2 separate regions of the Callithrix jacchus genome follow, and region 1 is linked to region 2. The links are chromatin contacts, called in public Hi-C maps. All regions are on one chromosome and are shown on one strand. Each heading gives the region's core, a stretch centred on a gene start, on an enhancer-like site or on the middle of the called end of the contact. The rest is flanking DNA. Distances are from core to core; before and after follow the strand shown.

Evidence for each region. A called contact is a pair of places that touch in the nucleus more often than the background predicts.
Region 1: a Hi-C map of induced pluripotent stem cells shows a contact between it and region 2, with 5 times the contacts expected there. The contact joins two enhancer-like sites. A contact is called at or near these places in 3 of 3 Hi-C or Micro-C datasets (induced pluripotent stem cells and skeletal muscle).

The regions. Positions count from the first base shown.
Region 1 is chr10:110,130,915-110,135,785 of calJac240_pri, reverse strand. No RefSeq gene overlaps it. Among named protein-coding and RNA genes, the nearest start is that of PRDM11, 37 kb to the left of the region's middle. Within about 2 kb of position 2,260, at least 2 of the 16 cell types and tissues checked have an H3K27ac peak or open chromatin away from gene starts, as enhancers often do.
Region 2 is chr10:109,637,013-109,642,407 of calJac240_pri, reverse strand. It overlaps CD82 (CD82 molecule), which reads right to left. Exons shown (of 11, transcript XM_009007975.5): 6 at 4,788-4,912; 7 at 4,542-4,616. Among named protein-coding and RNA genes, the nearest start is that of CD82, 43 kb to the right of the region's middle. Within about 2 kb of position 1,802, at least 3 of the 16 cell types and tissues checked have an H3K27ac peak or open chromatin away from gene starts, as enhancers often do.

The sequences.
Region 1 (4,871 bases), core at 1,011-3,510, 490 kb before region 2:
ACCACCTAGATTATGGTATTTTTGTTAGAGCTGCCCAAGCAGACCAAGACATGGGGCTACTGGGCCCATGATGGGAATGGGGTGGAGTTACATCACCCCTGTCCAGGATGCAGGAGGAGGAGATGGTCCCAGGAACTCCATGGAGGAAGGAGGCCTGGGAAACTGTTTGGACATCACCAGGCACCAAGGACCCAACTCTGGGTACCTGATCTGGATTAACCTCAGGGCTGGGGTGATATTCCTGTCATGTTTCTAAAGTGCCCCACCCTGTCCCTTCAGCCACATGGGTGGTTCTGTGTCATCTGCAGCACTGAGGTTGCTGGCCAGGTTTTAGGACGCCTCCCTCCCAAACCTTTGCTCCTCTTTCCTGGGCTGTTTTTCTGCCATGACTCATCTTAGGGCTGAGGTCCCAGATGGGAGATGGGTCGTAGCTGGGTGGTGTCTGCAGTGTCTATGCCTCAGTTTCCTCATCTGCAAAATGGAGATGCTCTGGTCCATTTTGTAAGGTCAGTGGGGAATCAGAGTCGTCACTCCATGGTCTCACGCAGCTATCGCAGCAACCCTGAGCAGCTGAAAGGGCACATGTCTTCATCCCCATTTTCCAGATCAGAAGCAACTTGCACACTTTCATCCAGAGGAGCCTGAATTCAGACCCAGGTCTGCCTGTCTGGCCCTGTGCCCTGCGCAGCCCTGCTGCCTTTTCCTGCCCCACTCCTTCTGGTCGGCTGATGCCTGCTCTCTTGAGAGAAGCCCCTCTGGTGCCTCATCACCTGAAAGACCTAGGTCTCCTGGGAACTGGTGGTCAACATTTTGGTCTGGTGCTTTGCTGGGTGCTGCGACCCTTGAGGGCCAGCTTGCCCACACTGCTCTGTTGTTCGGGGCGCTGCTCAGCCTCTCGTAGCGTGAGGGCTAGGCCCAGGAGAAAAACTCTAGGGCACGGAATTAGATCATGTGGGGCAAGTTTTCACTGAGCCTCAATCCCTCAGCTATAAAAAGTAAGTCAACTTACAGGGCCATTGCGAAACAGAGCAGCACAGCTATATTTGAAAGTGCTGGACGACAGCAGGGATAACCATCGGCCTCATGCGTCCTTACTTGGTGCCAGGTCCTGAGCTAAGCCCCTTTCTTACGTGATTTCACTTAGTCCTCACCATTAAAGGTAGATTGGTGTTATCGTTTACTTTATTGCTGAGGTATAATTTATATACGTAATATATATACAGTGCATGTATGTTCTATATATACAGTAAAAGTACACAAACCTTAAGTTTACAACTCAATAACTTTTTTAAACTTTGTGATTATCAAGACAGAGGTTATTTCTGAGATCCTCAAAGGTCCCCTCAAGCTCCCTCTTGGTCAATACCCTGCCAAAAGTTAACGCTTAAGTTTGGGTTATTTGTCCTGGTCTTACAGATGGGGAAACTGAGGCTCAGGGAGGAACTGTGAACTGCTCAAAATCACAAAGCTGCAAAAGGGCAGGGCCTAGATTTGTCTGTCTCTACCAAGGCACATGGCGATCCATGCAGGCTATACAAATTCTTTTCTCGTCCTCATTTCCCATCTTCCTTCATCTTCCTCCTTATCCTCCTCCAACTTTTCGTCCTTCACCACGCTCCCCACTTGCTGTAGTTTCATATTTCTACCACCAGATGGCGTTAAAGGATCAACTGCAGAGTCCAGACTGGGCTCTAGGTCCCGGGAGGAGGGGGCCTGGCGGGTGGTCAGGGTTTCTGGGCTTTGGGGAGGGATGCCGAGGAAAGCTGCTGGTGACCATCCTCAGTCTTGTCCAGTAGACATGGCAGAGGCAACTGTCCAGTGATGACCAGACAAGAGAATGAAAATGCAAGGCTAGGGCTCACGCTTAGATGAGCACTGGGCTGGGAGGAAGGAGACTTGGGTTCTCTGTTACCCTCATCACACTCTGAGTCAGCTCCTGCGCACACAGTAAGTGGGCCTTACCACGCCAGGTGAACCGTTCTGCCCATCTCTCTGCATCTGCTGTTCTGTACATCACGCCTGCTGTCCCCTTCATGGTCAACCAGTTCATACTAACCTGCTTGGCAAGCCCAGCCCAATTGCTGCTGTTCCTGGGAAACCCACCCTGACTGCTTGGGCATCGAACTGATGACTTGGCTGCCCCCGTGCAATGGGCCAGGCACCACGTTCTGTGGGCAGAGGCTTGCCTGGCATTTCTAGCATCCACTGGGGTGGCCACCCAGGGCTGAGGGCCCAGGGTGTATGTGACCGGGTGTCTGGACCTAATGGACTGGGGTGGCATGGGGGAAGGAAGCTGTGGTGGGGTGCGAGGGAGGCTCATGCAGAGGATGTTGGTGCTTTTCTACTCCCTTCCTGGGAGTGGCTGGATCGCAGAGGGCAGTGTTGGGGCCCCAGCTGGGGTGCTTCCCTTCATGCCTGCCCTGGGGGAGGGCTGTGAGGCTGAGCTTTAGTTTTCCCTTATCAGTGTCCAGCTGGTATCTGCCAACTCCACCCTCTGGAAAGTCAGCCTTGCAGAAACTAAGACAGGAAGAGCCCTTGGGGATCATTAATCACACATGGGCCCAGGTCACACAGGCTCTCAGCAATGAGGCTGTGGCTCCACACAGCCTCTAGCTCTCAGCCCTGAATATCTTTTTAAAAAACTTTTTCGAGACGGAGTCTCATTCTGTTGCCAGGCTGGAGAGCAGTGGCGCAATCTCAGCTCACTGCAATCTCGGCGTTCTGGGTTCAAGTGATTCTCCTGCCTCAGCCTCCCGAGAAGCTGGGACTACAGGTGCACGCCACCATGCCTGCCTAATTTTTGTTATTTTTAGTAGAGACACTTTTCACCATGTTGTCCAGGATGGTCTCGATTGCCTGACCTTGTGATCCCCCTGCCTTGGCCTCCCTAAGTGCTGGGATTACAAGTGTGAGCCACCGCACCCAACCTTTTTTTTTTTTTCCCTAGACGGAGTCTTGCTCTGTCACCTGGCTGAAGTGCAGTGGTGTGATCTCCGCCTACTACAACCTCCACCTTCCAGATTCAAGCGATTCTCTTGCCTCAGCCTCCCAAGTAGCTGGGATTACAGGCATGCACCACCAGGCCCAGCTAACTTTTGTATTTATAGTAGAGACCAGGTTTCACCATATTGGCCAGGCTGGTCTCAAACTCCTGACTTCGTGATCCACCCACCTCAGCCTCCCAAAGTGCTAGAATTACAGGCGTGAGCCACCATGCCCAGCCAAATACCTTCTTTTGACACTTGAAGGAGACCTCCCAGGTCTGAAGACCGGGCAATTCTCTGCTCAGCAGCATGGCAGCACCCCCTCCCTAGCTGCAAGTTCTCCTTAGCTCCCTCCTCTGATGGAACAGCACACCTCTCAGCCCAGTAAGGTGACTGAGGTGCAGGAAGTGTGGGGAAAGGGAGAATCTGCTTTCCCTAGTGAAAGTCCTCAACACTTGTCCCTCTGTTGGAAGGTGCTAGAGCTGGTTAAGAGCCCAGCATTTATATTTATATCCCTGAGTGCAGATTCCATCTCTGCTTCTTATTGTCTGTAAGATCCTGGGCAAATGCTTACACTTTGGAAGTTTCTTCTCTGAGAAGTGGGACTAACCTAGTTCCTACCTCAGTCGGTTATTGGGCACATTCATTGAGAGAAAATATGCAAAATATATAGCACAGTCCTGGCCCATAGTAAGTGTTCAATAAAAGGCAGTTTCTGTTGTGACTGTTAGGAGCTCAGTCCCAGTGAGAAGGCTTAGTTCCATAAAGAGAGGAAATGCCCATTTGAGGATGGGAAACTGTTGATTGGCTGATAGGTATGCAAATAACCTCTGTGATGTCAACATACTCTGGACCTATGGAAGAGAGGGCTGCAGCTCAGAGTGATCTCACCAGCCAATCAGCAGAAGCTGCAGATGATGAGCACCTATGGGTGAGTGTGGCTTGAGAAGGGGAGGGAGGAAAGAAGAGGCAGACAGAAGGACTGAGAGTTCAGAGCTGTCAGTCAGGAGACCTGGGCTCCCTCTCTAACTCTGTAAATGAAGAGCTATCTGGGCAGGCTATGAAAAGCTGAGCATAAGTTTCTTCACCTGTGACATGGGGTGGCCCCTCTGCCTATTTTTTTCTCATGGGGTGAGTGTGAGGATCACCCATCACTCTGATGTCTAGGACAAGGTTCTGAAAGGTACAAAGAGGTCTCAGTCACTCAGATTTTGGCGACAATTAGTGAATCTGTATGGCTGAGGGATTGCTCTTAATTACTTTAACTTTCAAATTTCATTTAAGCCTTTGGATGGAACTATTTTTAGAAATGTGATAGATTTTCTGACTTCATTAAATAGTATAATTAATGAAGGTCGTGTTGATGCATTCACAATCTGCCAGATGATGCCATTTTATGATGCTTAAAAAAAAAAAAAAAAAAGCTTTGGTCTCCTGATGTTAGCAGCAGCCCTCACTGCTATCATTGCACCTACTTCTCAATTCTTCTCCCATCCTGTAAAACTTTCTACTTCTAATTCACTGTGAATTTGAGAGTCAGACCCACAACTCTGTCAGAATGACTGGTGAAGTAATAAGAACTGGGTCCCAAGACAGAGCCTGAGGAGCTCACAAGTGTATGAGCTTTAGAACAGGCAGTCTAGGCTGAGAGCGGTGGCTCACACCTGTAATCCCAGCACTTTGGGAGGCCGAGCTGGGCAGATCACAAGGTCAGGAGTTCAAGACCAGCCTGGCCAACATGGTGAAACCTTGTCTCTACTAAAAATACAAAAATAAGCTGGATGTGGTGGCGGGCACCTGTAATACCTGCTACTTGGGAGGCTGAGGCAGGAGAATCACTTGAAACTGGATGGCAGAGGTCACAGTGAGCCGAGATCGCACCACTGC
Region 2 (5,395 bases), core at 553-3,052:
CCAAGTAACAAGGAACCCATCTGGCCACCTGTGTATCGCACATGAGGGTATGTGCGCACCAGCAATTGGGGGCTTTCGGGGTGAGAGAGAGGACGACAAGAAGGAAATCGCAGATCTCCTGAACAACATCTCTGGGGAGTTGTCTGGCCAGGCACTGCCACTGTCATGGCCCCCACCTCTGGCTCTCAGCCAGGCCAAGTGAGCCCCTTCCGTGCCAGCAGCTTCTGCTTGAGTCTGATTATTCTCAGAGCCTCAGGGGCCTGGCTAGCAGAGGTACCGCAGGCCAAGGGCATCCAGCTCAGCACCCACACACCACCAGAAAGGGTAACCTGCACTTGCTTCCATCTCACCCCCCACCCCCACTGTCTAGAGAGAATAAGTCAGAATTCTTGACTGCCTGCGCTGGGCACGGCCCAAGAGCTCACCTGTGGATCAGAGGAGCGGGACAACTTATCTGAAGCCACGCAGCAAACAGCGGCAGAGCCCACACTAAGACACAGGGCCCCTGAATCCCAGAGCTGGGCTCTGACCACCAAACAGAGGCTGGATAAACAAGCAAATGAGGAAACAGCTGGAGGGATCTTGGGCCATGCCCAAATCCCACTGCCCTTGCTCTGGTGACTCTGAGGGCAGCAGGAACAGCTGCCACCTACTGAGCCCTTACCAGGCCTTCATGAAGTGAATAACGGGGGCAATAGTAATAAGCACTGGTAATGATGCCAGCAACATCGCCTCGGGCCGGGTGCCGCATAATGCCCTTCCCCTACGCCAGTGCTCTTCATCCAAAGCCCCTGCAGGCTCTGGCAGACAGGATCACATTGCAGAAAGGGCCTGGAGGGGATAGATCACATCCCCCAGCGGGGCCGGGGCAGCAGCCTGCAATCACTCCTGTTCCTATTTCCCCAGGGACACCCGTATGGGGTAGGCAAAGGCCATACACAGCCTTGCTTCCCCTCAGGTTCAATTTTGCCACCAAATGAGCTGCAAATGCTACTTTTGGTTTCCAAGGTGTTCTTTGGATTTCCAAATTGCAGAGAAGGGACGGGGGCCTGCATTGTCACTAGTTTGATAAATGAGGAAACGGAGCACAGGGAGGCTGAGTAGCACGCTCAGGATGTCAAAGCAGTGGTTCCACAGCCGAGGCCCTTGGCCACCGCTCCGCATTTTTATAAGTGCCACAGTCTGTGTTCGCTTCAACGTGGGTGGCAGGGCAGGGAGAAGCAGGTTTATTCTCAGTTTATAGAAGCAGAACCCAAGGCTCCACAGGTCACATGCCATGCCAAGGTCCCCAACTTCCCCAATGCTGCTCTGAGAACAGTGGCTGCGGGTGACAGGGGAAGGAAGAACAGAGGGGCTGCCTGCAGACCACAGCAGGTCACTCCCACCCACCTGCCTGGGAGCCCTATCTCCTTTCAAAAGGCCTTTCTTCCTTAGGCTCAAATGAGCCCCACCCCCTGCCAAGCCCTGTCTGCCAGAATAAACACCACCGACAGTGTGTTTAGTCTTCCACTGAGATTTACAACACGCTGGGAAAGAAAAAAATAAATCATTCATTCCAACTTGGGCGATACAGTGGCACCAGAATTTCCTCGCAAAGCCAGAAAATTTCCCCCTGCCTTCCAGAAAAAGTGGTGGTGGGCTAAGGTGAGGCACAGTGGGACTAGGGGGTGTGGGGTGTGGGCTCTAAAGGGAAAAATGGGGGCGGGGTACAAGCACAGAGCCTGGCGGGGGTCAGGAAACCCACATCTCCGAACAAGTCCGGGACTGGGGCTGATAGGACAGCTCTAAGGCTAAGCTCCTCATCGTCAGCCAAGCAGACTTAAGCAGCCCTTGGGAGGGCAGCGTGGTGTACAGGGAGGCATGGGCCTTGGGTCCAAGGGATCAGGATGGAAATCCCCACTCTGATGCATCCAAGCTGTATGTGTCAGTGGCCGAAAGACACTTTGCTTTCCTGGGCCTCAGTTTCTTCAAATGGAAAATGTTTGTAAATTTCACACGTGTATTTCAGCTCAAATTTCTAGCTCAGCTCCTGGCATGTGGTTGCTGCCCACTCGGTGGGTGCTATCTTTATTACTGTGAGATGGTGAATCATATGGGGTGAGAGGGTAGACTGCCCGAGACCCCTGCAGAGGCATCCAGCTTCTGAGTCATAGGAATCAGCTCACCTGGGCCGGCTTCTACTCCACCCTGATTATATCACTGTGTCCTAAGGAAGCTCCAGTGCCATAAGGCAGAAATGAAGACCTGATCCCACATCCATTTTGCCGGGAAAGGAATTTCCCTCCCTTAATTGCTGGTCTCCAGTCTCATAGCCAAACAAGCTGCTTTTCATTTACAAAATCCATTATTTTCCACTTTCGCCTTGACTGCCAGGAAGCTCGGTGCCCAAGTTAGCCCTTAGCTACTAAGAGTATCTTGTCCTCTGGTTTCAGGAACAACTGCCTTCCTCTCTCTTGATGTAGGTTCTGCTCTCATTTTGACCTTAGCTATCCTGAGCCTATGTTGGGAGCCAGATCGAATTCTCCCGGGAAACAAGAATAAAGGATAATTTTTATTTATTTTATAAATAAAATAAATATGATTTATTTGCTTAAATAAATAAGTAAAACAGATTCAGGCAGGAACTGCCACAGTGAAAATTTCACAGGCATGAATTCAGAAGCCAGGCTTCCTGGGTTCCAGTTCTGGCCCTGCCACTTTACTAGCTGTGTGAACTTGGACAAGCTGCTTGATCTCTCTGTGACCCAGCTTCCTCATCTGAAAATGGAGGTTATTGATGCCCATGATCTCACAGGATTGTTGTGAGGAATAATTAATGCAGTTGGTGTGAAGCGCTGAGCTCCAGGCTTGTTCTAAGTTCTACTAAGTGTTAGTTGTTGAGCTCAGTTTCCTTCCAAGAGGGATCTTGGGCAACTTGACCTCCCAGTGGTAAAGTGCAGGAGCCCATCTGGCTGCCGGCTCTGCCACCCTCACTGTTGGACAAGAACTGGTGGCACTGGAAGCAGGGACCCCAGGGTCTGCTAGGCCACAGGCCACATTCGGCAGGGTCTGGGGACGGGTGAACTCAGGACTCGGAGTCAGGGCGCCTAGGCTGCCCGTACTCTTTCATCTGCAGGACGGAGATTCTCCTGCTACCTTGAGAGGGCCTAGTGAGGATCACCGAGAGGAGGAGTGTAACGTGGTATATGCACTGTCCTTGGTATATGCTGTGCATGGACTCAGGTGCAGGTTAGGGTCACTGTTATCAACGTGGTTATTGCTATTCATCTCAGAGCATCTGCTTCTCCTTCTGTCAACATAAAACCCTGCAGAGCCATTGTGAGGACAAGATGACGTATGGAAAGCTTCTAGAAGATACCATGTGCACACAGTAGGTGCTTCATATATAATAAGTGGATAACTGTGGCTCACAGCTGCTCACCCAATAGCCATCCTCGGCTCTTTGTGTCTCTGTCTTTGGAATCTGACAGTTGGCTACTCACATTCTCAGCCTCCTTTGCAACGAGGGTGGCTTTGTAACTCAGTCTGGGGAAGTCTGTTGGATGCTTTTGGTTTTCTTTTTTTTGAGACAGGGTCTCACTCTGTTGCCCAGGCTCTGTTGCATGGCTTACTGTAGCCTCAACCTCCCGGCCTCAAGTGATCCTCCTGCTTCAGCCTCCTGAGTAGCTGGGACCACAGGTGTACACCACCATGCCCAGCATTTAAGAAATTTTTTTGTAGAAATGGGGTCTCATCATGTTGCCCAGGCTGGTCTCAAAGTGATCCCCCCAAGTCTGCCTCCCTAAGCATTGGTTACAGGTGTGAGCCACCGCACACAGTCAGGGCTTGCTTTTCTGATAAAAGGGATGGCCATGGCTGGCACTGCACATTTCCCCATCTTCTGGCCACAGCAGCACAGATGCCGTGCCTGGTTCTATGGCAGCTGCCTTGGATCCATGAGGTAAGCAGCACGATGCAGGAAAACCATCCCAGCAAGGATGCTGAACAGCCAGAACCAGGGCCGCCGAGCTTCCAAACCAGACTTCCGGTTATGTCAACCGCAGACGCCCTTCAAGTCTGAGTCTGATTTTCTATTTCTGAAAGCTGAACATCTCCCTTCCGACCCCTCATTTGTGGGTGAGTGGCATAATAATTGCTAAAGCATCTTGATAACAAGCCTGACATTTGTTGAGTACTTATGGTGCTCTGTGCTATGCGTTTCACTCAGATAATCTCAAGTATCTTTGCAACCACTCTGAGCGTTCAGTTTTCTTATTGTCCCCATTTCACAGGCGGTGGAGCAGACACATAGAGGCAAGCAGCTTGCCCAAGGCCACACAGCTAGAAAGCAGTGGGTCAGGCTGAGATCCAGGCCCAGCAGCGATTTCCCACACCTGCTGCCTTCTCCTCTAATGCTCCCCCATTTGATTACATGGAATATCATCCAGGAGGCCATCCCTGACACCAACTGGGTCTGTCTGTGACAACTGGGGGGATTTTTGTCAATCCCCCACGTGGCTGGTCCAGCCTAGTGATGGGGCAGGGAGGGAGAGGGGGCTTACCTTGCCCACGTTGAAGTAGAAGAGGGCCCCAGCCGTCACCTGGGCAATGAGGATCAGGAGAAGGAAGGCAAAGTACTGGGGACACAAAGCAGGCAGGAAGTCAGCCGCGGTTCCCTACCTGGTGTACCCAGCCCACATGCCTCGGGAGATGCTCTCCACCTGGGGCTATGACCAGTGCAGTGCTCAGGCTGCGCTTGGCTGGATGAAAGGGAATGGGCGGGCAGCTGCAGAGGGACCTGTACTCACCAGCCCCAGCAGGCAGCGGACTTCATTGACGGCACCAATGCAACCCAGGAAGCCCATGAGCATGGTGACTGCCCCCACGCCGATGAAGACGTAGGCGCCCATCTTGAGCGAGTTGGAGGAGGTTTCTACGGGGAAAAGACACGTACCTACTCATAAGTATGACATCAGTGGGTCCAGCGGGTACAAACGCCCGGCCTAACTGCCCAGGTCTGCTTCCCAATCCCCTCCTTGGAGCCTGGGTATTGGGGTCAGCTGCATTCCCCTGCTGGTTTTTCACTGTCCAAGAGGGAACCAGCTCATTCCCTTGGAAGTTGCCATCCCCAGATGTGTCCCTCCCACTTGTCAAATTGCAATCTGTACCCTTATGGAGCCCAACTTCCTTCTCAGCTTTATTTTTTTCTTTGTAACACTCCTCAGGATTGAACAGACATTTAACTCCTGATCCAAACAGGTCCCTCCTGCTCATTGTCTGCTCCACTCCTCCACCGAGAACCAGAGCTGCATGACAGCAGAAGCTTTGCTTTATTCCCAGGGAACCCCCGGCCCAAACAGCGCCTCTCTCAGTGAGGTGCTGCACACAGTGCGTATCTACAGAATTGACAGATGAG